Regions from separate parts of the Lactuca sativa genome. Here region 2 is linked to region 1. Evidence: chromatin contacts called from public Hi-C data. All regions are on one chromosome and are shown on one strand. The core of a region is the stretch at or near the end of the contact, and the rest is flanking DNA. Distances in the headings are between cores, read along the strand shown. Region 1 holds the start of LOC111888660 (fasciclin-like arabinogalactan protein 19). Region 2 holds the start of LOC111888653 (bZIP transcription factor 12).

The links. Hi-C and Micro-C count contacts between places; a contact is called where the count stands out from the background.
Region 2: a Hi-C map of leaf shows a contact between it and region 1, with 6 times the contacts expected there. The contact joins the promoter of LOC111888653 here to the promoter of LOC111888660 in region 1. A contact is called at or near these places in 2 of 4 Hi-C or Micro-C datasets (both in leaf).

Annotation. Positions count from the first base shown.
Region 1 is chr7:142,031,135-142,037,731 of Lsat_Salinas_v11, forward strand. LOC111888660 (fasciclin-like arabinogalactan protein 19) reads right to left here and starts at 3,714. Exons shown (of 1, transcript XM_023884791.3): 1 at 2,370-3,714. The coding sequence starts at 3,510. The coding sequence ends at 2,491. LOC111888654 (probable helicase MAGATAMA 3) reads left to right here. Exons shown (of 19, transcript XM_023884785.3): 17 at 1-442; 18 at 1,058-1,144; 19 at 1,234-1,688. The coding sequence ends at 1,440.
Region 2 is chr7:142,185,031-142,191,983 of Lsat_Salinas_v11, forward strand. It overlaps LOC111888653 (bZIP transcription factor 12), which reads left to right and starts at 4,305. Exons shown (of 5, transcript XM_023884784.3): 1 at 4,305-5,252; 2 at 5,336-5,407; 3 at 5,497-5,526; 4 at 5,721-5,782; 5 at 5,892-6,215. The coding sequence starts at 4,656. The coding sequence ends at 5,765.

The sequences.
Region 1 (6,597 bases), core at 2,464-4,963:
GGTAGATGTTAAAGACAGGACAAAGCGTGCATGGCATAAATACCGATGCTTTGGGCCGTTTTGTTTTTTTGATATCCATGAAGGAAAAGAAACACAGCCTTCAGGGAGTGGATCATGGGAGAATGTTGATGAGGTGGATTTTGTGTTGTTAATGTACCATAAATTGATCATTAGTTATCCAGAGCTGAAGTCAAGTGATCGGCTTGCTATTATATCACCTTACAGACATCAAGTCAAGCTGTTTCGTAATAAATATAAGGAAACATTTGGTGTGGACTCGGAGAAATTTGTTGATATTAATACGGTTGATGGCTTCCAAGGAAGAGAAAAAGATGTTGCCATATTTTCTTGTGTTAGGGCCAATAAAGAGAGAGGGATTGGATTCGTCGCTGATTTTAGAAGAATGAATGTTGGTATTACCAGAGCAAGGGCTTCTGTCCTGGTATGCTTTTGCTACTTGGCCTTGGGGCCCGTTTCTGTTTGTTACACAGGACAAAACAGGTTGTACTGTGTTTGACATGCATCGGAATAGGACTGACACAGATACCAACAGGTGACAAAAATTGTAACTTTTTGTCCCACTCAAAAAGCGAAACAAGGTGGGACATGGACTCGCACTCGGTCTCACGTGTGTGTAAAAGACATAAATGTCCTTCTCATCCTTGTCATCAAAAATAGACCTAGAAAATTTTCCTAGTTTCATCCGGTGTTGTGTCACAAATGCAGCCTTACGGCTGCATTTGTTACATTGGATAGGACTAAAAAAGTTTTTTTTTTCTAGGTCTTTTTTTGATGACAGAGGATGGGAAAGGCATTTACGTCTTTTGCACACACGTGAGACCGAATGCGAGTCCATGTCCCACCTTGTTTCGCTTTTTGAGTGGGACAAAAAGTTACAATTTTTGTCACCTGTTGGTATCTGTGTCAGTCCTATTCCGATGCATCTCAAACACAGTACAACCTGTAAAAAAAGAAAAGAGGCTAGGGTTTCTAGAGTCCAACTTTGTTAATTGTAGCTCTATTTTTTTTTAACTGACTGATGTTTTGGTTTTGTTAGGTGGTTGGGTCGGCTGAAGCACTAAAACAAGACGAGCACTGGAAAAATCTGATTACAAGTGCAGAGGAGAGAAATTGTCTCTTTAAGGTTGGTTTTTGACTTTTTTCTTATTGCTATTATTTTTTTCCAAATTTCCAAGAAATGAAGATTTTCTCATTAAATTGTTTTGTGTTCAGGTTTCTAAGCCATACACAGAGTTCTTGACTGAAGCTAGCTTGGAATCCATGTTAAAAGTGGAGGCTGTAGCAGAGGGAACAGGGTTAGATGACATGGAAAATGATGCTCTTTATGATCCAATTGAACCTGATCAAGGTTTACCAGATGATGATTATGCGGATGATGCTGGTGGAGGGGATGATGATGGTGGTGGCATGGATGACTAACAACTAAAATGATATTTTATTTAATTGTGATTTTTTTTTGGGTGCATGAATTGATTATCATATCACCCCATTATGCTATTTGATCCCAAGTTACATAAATAGTGTTAGATAAGATATTTACGAGTCTTGGTATTGAATCTGGAAAAGGAAAAAGCGAGACTGAAATTATATTAATAGAGAAAATAGGCCCACTGTAAATTCCAAGTTACAGAAATGCTTCCAGAAATTTGCTTCGTTTTTGTTTTTAACCACGAATAACACTAGCACTTAAAAAATAGAAATCGACCCTTTAGAACTAAAGTGTTATAGTTTGCGTTAGTTGAAATTATACGATTGGTCATTTATGGTTTGCCAAAACATGCACGGTGAGGACAAATGTTTGAAAAATCTCATGATAATATCTTGTTAATTAGCAAGCTATTTAAAAAATAACTCATCTATTAAGTACTTTTTGTCATGAAATAACTATTAAAAAAAAAAAAAACTCTTAAAAGTCACCTATTGGGGATGCTTTTATGTTGGAGCTCATTTATGAAAACATTGTCTTTTACCTTGTGGATGTGTGACTATCTACACTTCTACCTCTTTGTTACCCTATTCTTATTGTACTTGAGTTTTGTTGATAAATTTGTTATTTTTCATCATCTAAAAATTTATATATCAGAGATTTGTCAAACATACAATCACTTTTTATTTAACTCCAACTAAAACAGAAAACATATGCTCATATAAGACATTCTTCCAAACAAATATGTTTCATTTAGATAAATACTTATCGAAAAAAATAGAACAAGTCCCTAGTCTTGTACCAAAATAATTCTTATTTAAAATGCTTTTAGTAATTTCATGTCGTTTGTTAGTGCAGTTTCCATCAATTAATCACAGAAAAATCAAACACGAGGTCTACTGGAAATATAGCAATTTCAACAGAACAAAAATATATTTTTATTGAAGAATGATTTTCAGTAGGATTCAGAAGAAACATATCCTAATTCAAAGAAAATATGAAACATACACTAATAGCAGTAAAAATTACCAGATGTTTTAGCCTTATTTCTGTGCACAAATCATGTCAGATGCGATATAGAGCTTTCGCGCATGGATTGCAGCATTCTTCGGATCAACACCGTTATCAGCCAGCCAACAGTCGACGGTCTCATCATCCGCCGGAGTAAATTTCTGTAGACGGTTACTGGTCTGTTCGGTGGCCGATGAAAGGTCGTCGTCGGCGACAGCAGAAGTCAACTCTAATAGCTTTGCTCTTGACACGTGTTCCTCAAGATACGTGGAATCACTCGGCGACTGATTAGGGCTAGCAATTCCGTCGGTCGTTGGGGATAAATCGGAAGAAGAATCGGAAGGAGGAGACTGCACGTCCTCCGGAAACTGAAACGTGAGATTTCCGATTGGATTATAATCAAGAGGAGGAGGAAGGTCCTGTGTAGAGGAGCTAGGAGGTGGCAAATCAGCGTCCGGCGATTGCAAACTCATGTTACCGGAGAGATCCGACAACGATGCGGCTGTTACATTCGGAAGTGAACTTCTTGTATGAGGTCTGAACTCGAGAATGCCATCTAATCCATGTACAGCAATGTCTCTACCATAGAACATACCAGGAACAACGATATCAACACCTCCGACTGTAATCAACGATCTCGGATCCCGGCGCTGCTCGACGAGAATATTCTGACCAGGCATGAGCGTAGGAATGTAATTCTCACCAGGCGGAAGGCTTAACAGATCGGAGATCGACATACGGCGGGGGACGACGTGGTATCGGAGAGCCTCAACGTAATTTGACGCCGCCATGGTCATGTCAATAGCAAACAGAGCCGAATTGATCGGTGCAAATAAGGTGAAGTTGCCGTTGGATTTGATATCGTAGTGGATGTCGGAAGTGGCGATGGCGTTGGCGAAGAGATGGTAGCCTCTGCCTCTCAATACTCCAAACACGACGTTAAGTTCGCCTTCACGGACGGCGCTAACGATGGCGATGTTGATGATGGCTATTGGTATGATAAGGAGAGGGATGATCACGAAGGTTGAGATGCCGGAAGTAGATGATGCCATTGTTGCCGGAGGAGAAAGAGAACACTGTTGTTCGCGAGATGATTGATTTTGGCGGGATCTTCCTTTTTCTGTTGCAACTGAACTTACGGAAGTCCCAAAGTCGGTGTGAATGACATGTTATTTACAATACCTGCCATTGGTTTGACCCGCTTTCTAAAACCTTATGTACAGAATATCCGAACAAACTGCGTAATAAAATCATATACAGTAAAGGGATAATGACTTAAAATGGTAATAAACTTTTGATTTTGTTTATATTTAGTCATTAAATTGTTTTTCATTTTTCTTTTGTCACTGAACTATTGAAACTGTTTACATTTTACCCTTATGACCGGTAACAACCGGTCATAAGGGTCAAATGTGAAAAGTTTCAATAATTCAGTGACAAATAAATAATGAAAAAAAGTTTAATGATTAAATGTGAACAAAATTGAAAGTTCGTTTTCCTCTAAAAAAAGTTCAATAACCAAATGTAAACAAACTTTCCTCTTATATTATGGTTTAACAAATTATGTATTGTTGTTAAATTTTAACAACATTTGTTGATGAATAAATCTATGAAAAAAAAAAAAAAAACAAAACCCCGCAAAAGGTATAAAAATCAAAAAACGAAACCAACATTTTATGTTATAAGTTTTATGATATAAAACTATTTAATATTATATGTATAAAAATTATCTTAATATTATATATATGAATTTTGTGTTATAAAATTATGCAACATATAAATTGATCTACACTAAGCCATATACATTGTTTATAAAAAATACATACGTATATTGATACATTATATATATTGTTATACTTCATGTATTGACATACATCATATTAATATATTACTATTAAAAAGGATATAAAAAATGAAAGTCAAGTTGTTTAGAATTTAGACATTTTTAATTTATCTGGACAATTGATTTATATTTGAGATTGCATTTTCTTAAAATGTTTGAATAGTTATTGAAATTTATGATTATTTAATTAGACATATGGAATTAAGTAAAACCGTTAACATGTTTTATGAAGTGTTGCGCCCAAACCACCCCAACCATATTACCTTTACAAAATATTATTTTTGAGAAAGAAATAGCTAAATATTCAATAATTAAAATGACACTATTCTTTTTTCTTTCAAAAAAGTCACTCATAATTTAAAAAAGTTTTAGAAAAAAACAATTCATATTTAAATAACTATTTTAAAAAATAAGGTTTCTATTTTTCTTTTCTTCGGATACAACGTAATTTCTGACCATGAAACACAATTTCTTAATAGCTATGGGTGAGAATGGTTCATTTTTTTTGTTAAACCAAAATTAGATTGAAATTTCTGATTTTTTATTTTGAAAAATACCAAACCATTGGTTTTTTTTATTTCGGTTTTGGCTTTTCGTTTTTTTAAATATATTTTTTGGGGTTATGTTTTTTTATTTTATATATTTCTTCATCAACAAATGTTGCTAGAATTTAACAAAAATAAATAATTTGCAAAAACATAATGCAAGAGTAAGTTTGTTCACATTTAAACATCATTGAATTTTTTTAGAGGGAAATGAACTTTAGACTTTGTTCACATTTAGTCACTAAACTTTTTCTCATTATATATTTGCCACTGAATTATTGAAATTGTTCACATTTTACCCTTATGACCAGTTTTTACCGGTTATAAGGGTAAAATATGAACAGTTTCAATAGTTCAGTGGCAAATATATAATGAAAAAAAGTTTAGTGACTAAATGTGAACAAAATCGAAAGTTTCTTACCCTTTCAAGTCATTATCCCCTCTAGAAATGAATATAAAAAAAAGTTGTCAATAAATTTAATTTATTGTGTTTTGACATGTTATTACTACAAGTTTATAAACAGAATAATCTGTTTTTCTAAAATATTTACGGGTTAGTGGTACTTTCAAACTTATTTACCAATTAATTGTATTTTTGTTTTTAAAGATAACAAAAACTTAATCCTCTTATAATTAGCTTACACTCTCTTCATCGGTGAAACTGTCCTAGAACTTGTTGTTCAAGAAGCTCTAATTTCTTCCTTGCAGTTGGTATCGAAATTACCATCGTTCTTGGACTCGTTGTTGTTCTCATGCTGTCTCCGTTGTTCTCTTGTCCATTTTTCGCCTTCCGCGACTATAATTGGTATTGTCGTTGCTCAATTTTCGGCTTAACATCACTTTATGTTCTATGTTTGTTCATTTTTATAGCTATTGCAAAAATAAATCAATAGAGTGGAGATGTCGGTCGTTTCACTTTTCCATTTATGACTTCCTTTTAAGAATAATAAAGTGCAAAAGGGAAAAATCCAGTCCGATAGGAACAATTCAGTCTGATACAGATACCAAGTAATAGGAACAATCCAGTCTGATAGAACAATCCAATCCGATACAGATACCAAGTGATAGGAATAAAAAGTGAAATTGTTGCAAAGAGAGTTTGTGAAATAACCCCAAGTAATAGGAACAATCCAGTTCGATACAGATACCAATGCCAAAATTTTGGAGCATGTTAAGGTTTTGGGTGAGTATTAAGAAGTTGTCACACCCCCAAACTAGACGGCGGAAATGTCCGAGGGATCGCGTGAATCAAATTAAATATCATCACAATGAATATACATGAAACATAACATAAACTTCACCATGCATTAATACATTACAACTGACATTGTTCATATCAAGTACATTGTTTAAATATTACATATCCATAGCATAAATTGTTTGAAAGTTTTCAAAGCATAACACCCTAACATACTTGGTATTACTGTTCAGCTTACCTGTTACCTGAGAATACAAGTTATTTTGAAAACGTCAACATATGGAATTGTCACACCCCCGAACCAGACGACGGAAACGTCTGAGGGCTGTTGTGACTCAATTGAATACCATCACAGTGAATATACATGAAACATAACATCATTCATCACCATGCATTGAAATAGTACAACTGGTAGTGTTTACATTTAGTACATTGTTTCATAACATTACATTCCCAAAAAGTAGATTGTTCGATACTAGTTAAACAAACAACAAGACATCACTGAGTATATTTTTCCTTTCGATTTACCTGTTACCTGAGAATACAAGTATTT
Region 2 (6,953 bases), core at 3,055-5,554, 150 kb after region 1:
GCTGCGGACCACGGTAGGTGGCTAGGGAAGCCTTAGATCGGGCTACCTAACGTTCAACCTCGATGATGCGCCTCTCCATTGCGGCTTGTTTCTCACGGAACTCCATTACTTCGGCTCTAGCAGCAGTAATGTTTTTCTGAAGGGCAAAGGTGTTCTCTATTGTCCGATCGTGTTCTTTGTCCAGACGACGAAGACGTACCGCAGTGACAACAGTGGTGGCCCCAATGTCCAAGAGTTGGCTGACATTTGCTCTTGTTTGCTCGCCTTGGTTGGCAATGCAACGAACCATGATAGGGAGTTCTCTGTCATCCGAACCCCCGTTGCTGAGGTTATAAAAGCCTTGCGCCATGCCGTAGGGTGGGCGTTGCCCTTGTTCTCTGCTCCATTGCTTCAGATCCATAGCCCAGCGGGGCGTCGGGCCCTGAAAGTCTCGTCGGGGAATTGCTGCTTCTCGGGGAGGGTTCTAGACATCAGGTTCCGAGTCTGTGCTCCCACCATCTCCTTCCTCTTCTGATCCTTCGTCTGGGTCTTCCTCAGGATCCTCTTCGGATTCCTCTTCCGGTTCTTCCTCGGGAATTTCCTCTTCGGAATCCTCTTCTAGGTCGTCCTCAATCCAACCTCCATTTCCTTGGTTGGGATAGTAAGGGTCCCCGGGAATGTGAAATCCTGCCATTTTGTCTAGTCGAGAAGTAGAGGTAAGAAAACTTGGGAGTAAAAAGGTAATTTTTGATAAGGAAATATTTATTTGACGATTTCCTAATTTTAACTAAATATTGAGGTTTACACGATTTCTATAGCTCTTATGGTTCTATAAAATACTCCTATAGTATTTCAAATTTGTAAGTTTGATTCTAGTAATTTCTTTGGTAAGTTTTCGACTTGTTACTCACTACGACCATTCCTCGACATATGTTGGTCACATCCAGGATAAATATAGTTGATCAGGCTATAAATATAGTTGATCAGGCTATATTAATAAAAATGTATATCACTTTCATTTATTAAAAGTATCGTTTATGAAAATGTTTTGTCAGAGGGTTTTTGGTCCCTTTGCATTTATAGTTTGTATATCTTATGTGGTTCGATATACTTAGTTCACTATAAATAATGCTATGATACCAATCTGTCACACCCCCAAACCAGAATGGCGGAAACATTCGAGGGTGGGTGACTTCACGTAGTATCATAACAGTTGAATATTGTAAAGAAAGTAGACACAACCATCATATATATAACAAAAATTTACATTGTTGCGTGTAATACATGTTTCAAAAGAATATTACAAATATGATGATTTAAAATGTTTTGATAATAGATGCCTTAGCGTTCATTCTCCAAAAGCTGATGGTTACCTGTATTACTGATTCCCTGAGAAATACAAGTAGTTTTGAAAAAGTGTCAACAATTAAGTTGGCGAGTTCATAAGCGTTTTTGTACTGAAATTTGTATGTCCTTTAGTAAAAATAACTGAACGTGTTTTCCAGAAAATCCAATATTTTTTGCCCATAGTTTGAAAAAGTTCCAAAGGCTGGAGTGCAATAATATCTTTCGTGCTCAAATGGTGAAAGTGTATTTATACTCAAATAATGTATTTACTGAATGCATTCAAGAGTCTCATAAATCAAACTTATTTTAATACTTTCGTGTGAGTTTTATAACCATGCTATTGACCCAGACTGCTTGTAACAACGTTCTTCAGGCGTTGTAGTGTTATGACGTTTGTCACCCCAGACCTGCCGGTCTTACTGTAGCTAACAATTCAGGTGTGGGATTGTCAGTCCCGTATAGATCTATACATAAGTACCACGCTCTCCCACCAAGAGATTATGATTTATAATACAGGGCTTGAAATGCATACTTGAGAGTACGTTGAAGCTAAATGTCTCACAACACTTAGTATTAATAGATTTATGAAAAGAAAAGTCTATGTTTCATGTAGATGAAAGTATTTCATTTTCACAATGTTTATGTAAAGATGTAATGAATAACTTGTAAACTATACCCATTATAGTTTTTCTGAAAGTGTGTACCATTTGGTGATAAAAACTCGATGTAATACTAACTTTATAAGTAAGTTATAATGTTGTTATCGAAGTTATTTAACATTTATAAAAATGTAGGTGGTGTATTTGGATCTGTATAAAACGATAAGTTTTTCTCGTATTGCACTTGTATTTCCCCCCTAAAACATGAAAAGACGTGAAAAGAAAGTAAGGATATGAATTCACTTGGAAAGTGTGACGATTCGAAGAAAACAAGATTTTTCTCGGGCGACACTTCAACCGGAAAGTGGCGAGATTCTCGGGAATCTCGGGGCTTCGGACCTTCGTCGGGGCTGACGTATGAAACCGGGGTGTCGGGGTCGTCTCGGGATGCTAAATGGGAAGTAAAAGTGAGAGAGAAGAGAGAAATGGTTAAGGAAAGTCGGAGGTCTCGAATGGTATTTATAGGTGGGGAAAACTGCCCTCGTACGCTGGGCGTACACTGAAGTACGTGGGGCATACCTCGTACGTTGGGCGTACCTACGTACTCGGGGCATACGTCAGCGATGGCGTCACAGTCCCTGGTCTTCGGATGGGATGGCCGTAGAGTGGTAGGGGCGATGTGGCCGATCCGAGTCCATGCATCTCGTACGCTGGTCGTACTCCGAAGTACGTTGGGCGTACTCCTTCGGATAAGCTTTGTAATGCGTGCCAAAAACTTCAAAAATGCATAACTTCGCATATGAGCTTCGTTTTTGACGTTCTTTATATCCGCGCGTAGGTGAGAACATACTCTACAACTTTCATTTAGACTTCGTCGGCTAATTTTGACTTTTAATATTTTATTTTAAATAGGCCGGGACAGGATAATTTCGTTAAAAATCCATAACTTCTTTACCCGATGTCCGTTTTCGTCTGTCTTTTTACCATTGTACTACTATTGTAGAGACCTTTAATTCTTGTTTAGGTTGCATCGGTTAACAAATCGCTCGATCTTTATTCCGAGTTTTTAGCTGTCTACCACTGTTCCGAAACTTAGAAAAATCGTAACTTATTCATACAAAGTCAGATTTGGGCGTTTCTTTTTATGCATGCTCACGGTTTAACGTAATCTACGACTTTCATTTAGGTGCCTAAGGATAAAAATTATTTTATTGAAGTTTCACTTTTTACGCTTATTAGTGTTTTACTAGGTGTGTCGTGGATTTTCGATTGGTCATAACTTCTTTATTATAACTCGGATTTGAGTGTTCTTTATATTTTTGGAAACCTTGGCACGATATCTAACACTTTATGCATCCCAATTTAGATTTTAGAAGACTTCATTTTTTACGCTGATTTCATTGATTCTAAATAGTTCATTATATTTGACTTTTTGAATGTTACATTGGTTTGAAAAATATCCGGTTGTCACAGTAACACCCTATAAATCGGGTAAGTATGAGGATCGAGAGTAACTTTTGTGCTCTCAAGTTTGTAAAACACTCTCAAACTCTTGTACCTTTTACAGACAAAATATGAGTCAATCAGATTTTATTTACTCGATGTATTCTATCTGTATTTTTTGACTGATTACATATTCATTACTCGATTCTAACTCATATTAACTGGTATCAGAGCACGTTTCATTCAATCAGTTTTGTTTTCTTGTGTTTTTCATATTTTTTGAATCGCTCTTTCTGATTCAAAGTTTACCAATCAGAAAACTTGTTTTAATTGATTGTTTTGTTTTGATTTTGCATTCTGTTGGTTAAATCGAGTGATTATTGGTCAATTTCTATTTGATTCTCCTTTCAGATCTCTATTTAATTAAAAAATCTCATTTGTCCGTACAATAATGACGAACTTTAACATGAACACAATGTCGAGTTTCTCACACTTGCTTGGATCATCTACGAAGATTCCAATACTCATTCCTGAATACTATGAGCAGTGGGCCGACAGAATGAGGTTTATCTTTTCGTAGTCTACTTGACATGACAATATACATTTACTTTAGAAAAATCAAACTATGAAATTTTCACATATGGCTTAGATTTTCATACCTATACATTTGCTAAAACCCAGATTTCCCATCTATAAAAATCTGATAAAAAATTACCAACCAACATTTTCACATGTGATGAGCAGATAAAAATCCTTTGATCATTTGGATAATTTTACTAATGTTTGGCTATTTCTTGAAATTAATTGTTGGAAACTGATTTGTCTTTGTCTGGTTTTAATGAAATTGCTTTTCGAAAAAAAGGAAATTGCTTTTCGAAAAAAACGTAAATTAAATTAAAAGAAAAAATAATCCAGCAAACTATTTTTCTTTTTTTCTTTTTATAGAATCATAGAAAGAAAATTTGGACACGCATCTACCCGTGACCATCCCCTGCCGGCTTTCTTACATGTTCGATAATGACAAAAGTACCCTCACTATTTGCGTCTTTAACTCCCGCCGAACGAGGACATAACCGTCCATACAGTCGATTTTTCTCTCTCTCCGTTTCCTTCTCTCTCTAAAAATGGTTTCTGTATTTGTATAACTTCCGAACTGCCGGCGAGTCTCTCGGTCGTACTCCTTTTCACCCTCTCCACTCTTCTCTTCCAACTGATTCCTCTATTCCTACTATAAACCCCTGAAGATTTGATTTAGTTTTTTTCGATTGAATTGGTTGAATTATTTGTATGGCGTCGTCGAAGGTGATGGCATCATCATCGCCGGCGAATCAGGATCTACAACGTCATCAAGCATTCGGTCTCACCGATCACAACAGCAATTTAATTTCAATGAATATGGACGATCTCCTTAAGAACATTTACGAGGATTCGCGTCAGGCGCCGGGTAGTTTTCCCGCCGGTGCTGGTGGTGGAAAGACGATGGATGAAAGGTTAAAGGAGATCGTGGATGGAAGTGTCGGTGATCCAGAGATGACTCTAGAGGATTTTCTGACGAAGGCCGGAGCTGTTAGGGAGGAGGATGTAGTGAAATTGCCGCCGGTATCTGCCTCGGCGGTCATTTCGGAATATCCTGGAGTTGTTGATCCGATTATATGTGGCGGTGCCGGTGCCGGTGCCGGAGCTGGGGCTTCTTTTCAAGTCATGCCTCAGCAACACATGCAATTTGGGAGTGCGATTGGTACAAGTGCGGGAACAAGCGGCGGTGGGAGAGGTAAGAGGAAGGTTGTGGTGGAAGATCCGCCGGTTGACAAGGCAACGCAGCAGAAACAGAGAAGGATGATCAAGAACAGAGAATCGGCTGCAAGGTCCAGGGAGCGAAAGCAGGTTAGTTTTTTCGTTAATCTACTAAATTAATTTTTCCTTTCTAGTATTAGTGTTTTGTTTTGAAATCTATCCACAAATTCCAGGCTTACACAGTCGAATTAGAAGCTCTGGTAACTCAATTGGAAGAAGAACATGCAAAATTGTTAAAAGAAGTGGTATAATTTTATGTGAAATTCGATACACACTTTCTGATTATCCATCGACCATCTTCCTCATAGATTCTGAATGATAAATCTACTTGCAGGATGAACTGAACAAGGAGAGGCTTAAACAGGTTAGTTTCACACCTTATAAACCTGTAAACCTACCAAAACTTACTTTCACACTCATCATCGTGATTCCTTTTAAATCAATTCAAGATTCTTTCTTTTCAGAAAAAAAACAGTGATGATTTTGATAGTTAGCTAATTATCTTTATCATTCTCATGTATTTATTCAAAACCCCCTTTTGAATGCTCTTGTTGGTAGCTCAACTGTCACCCAAATGAGAAGACCCTCAATACCATATTATGAAATGCAATCTCAAAAAAGTTAGTAAATTTGACCCAAATATCAAATTTTGATGATGAATCCTTGAGACTGTGTAAAAAGACATAAATGCCCTTTTTATTTTGTATTGATTTGTTGTGGAACGAACAGCTAATGCAGAATCTGGTGCCGGTTTTGGAGAAGAGAAGGCCACCAAGAGTACTTCGAAGAACTAATTCGATGTGAAATTAGGGTTTATTTGTTAATTTTTAAAGTTTACAATTAAAATGAAAAACATAGGGTTTGTTCTTGTTCTCTTGGTTCACCCATTTGTAAAGAGTGGTGGAAAAAGACCCAAGTTATCTTTTGTGCATACTTGTTAGGGGCCAAAAAGCTGATATACCCTCCTCCCTCGACTAATTCATATGTATTTTCACTACTAATACTTAATGTTTTTCATATCCACTAAACTTACAAATCTTGTTTTTTATTTCATATCTTTTTGTACAAGTGAGTAAATCGTCTTTTAAGTTTTCAACCAAATGAACTGTAATTTTTTTTCTTGAAATACTCATGTTTAATGGTTAAGTAAAATATTTGATTATGGAATAACAAAACAACATTATGAAATATGAGCTGAAGGGCATCAAGACATTAAGTCCTCAACATAACCATCCCTGGAATTGGGTAGGCCCAATAGACAAGGCCACCCAAAGCATTCAAATAGCCTTTTTTAAGAGTTATTAAGGTGGCTTAATATAGCATGAGAAGTGTATTTTCAGAGTTTATAACCATTTACTCTATGAAAAAGGTCTACGAATTCACGAAGTTCCTTTGTTAATTGAAAACTTTGCAAATATTAGCTGGAAATTCGCATAAAAAAATCAAAATCATGAAGTTTCCACAAGGTTAATAATATTTTGTGGTTGAAAAAAATGTCCAAGGTAAAATGAATATTTCTTGAAAATGTATAGGAGCAAAGGTTCATGAGATTTTTGTTAGAAAAAGTAACCCGTAACCCACCAAGGCTAAACGGTGTTGTGGTAGTGGCTTTCCCGACGTCCCACGTGGCTCTTTTTATCGCCGGTGAACAACGACCGCTAACACCATTTTTGTCGGCGGCATATTGCCATCGGCGAGTTTCTACCGCCCAAAAATGTGACCGTTGCATCTTGGGGAACGTTGCATTTTGACCGTTGGGAAGAAGTATGATTTTTTTTGTTACCCAAAAAA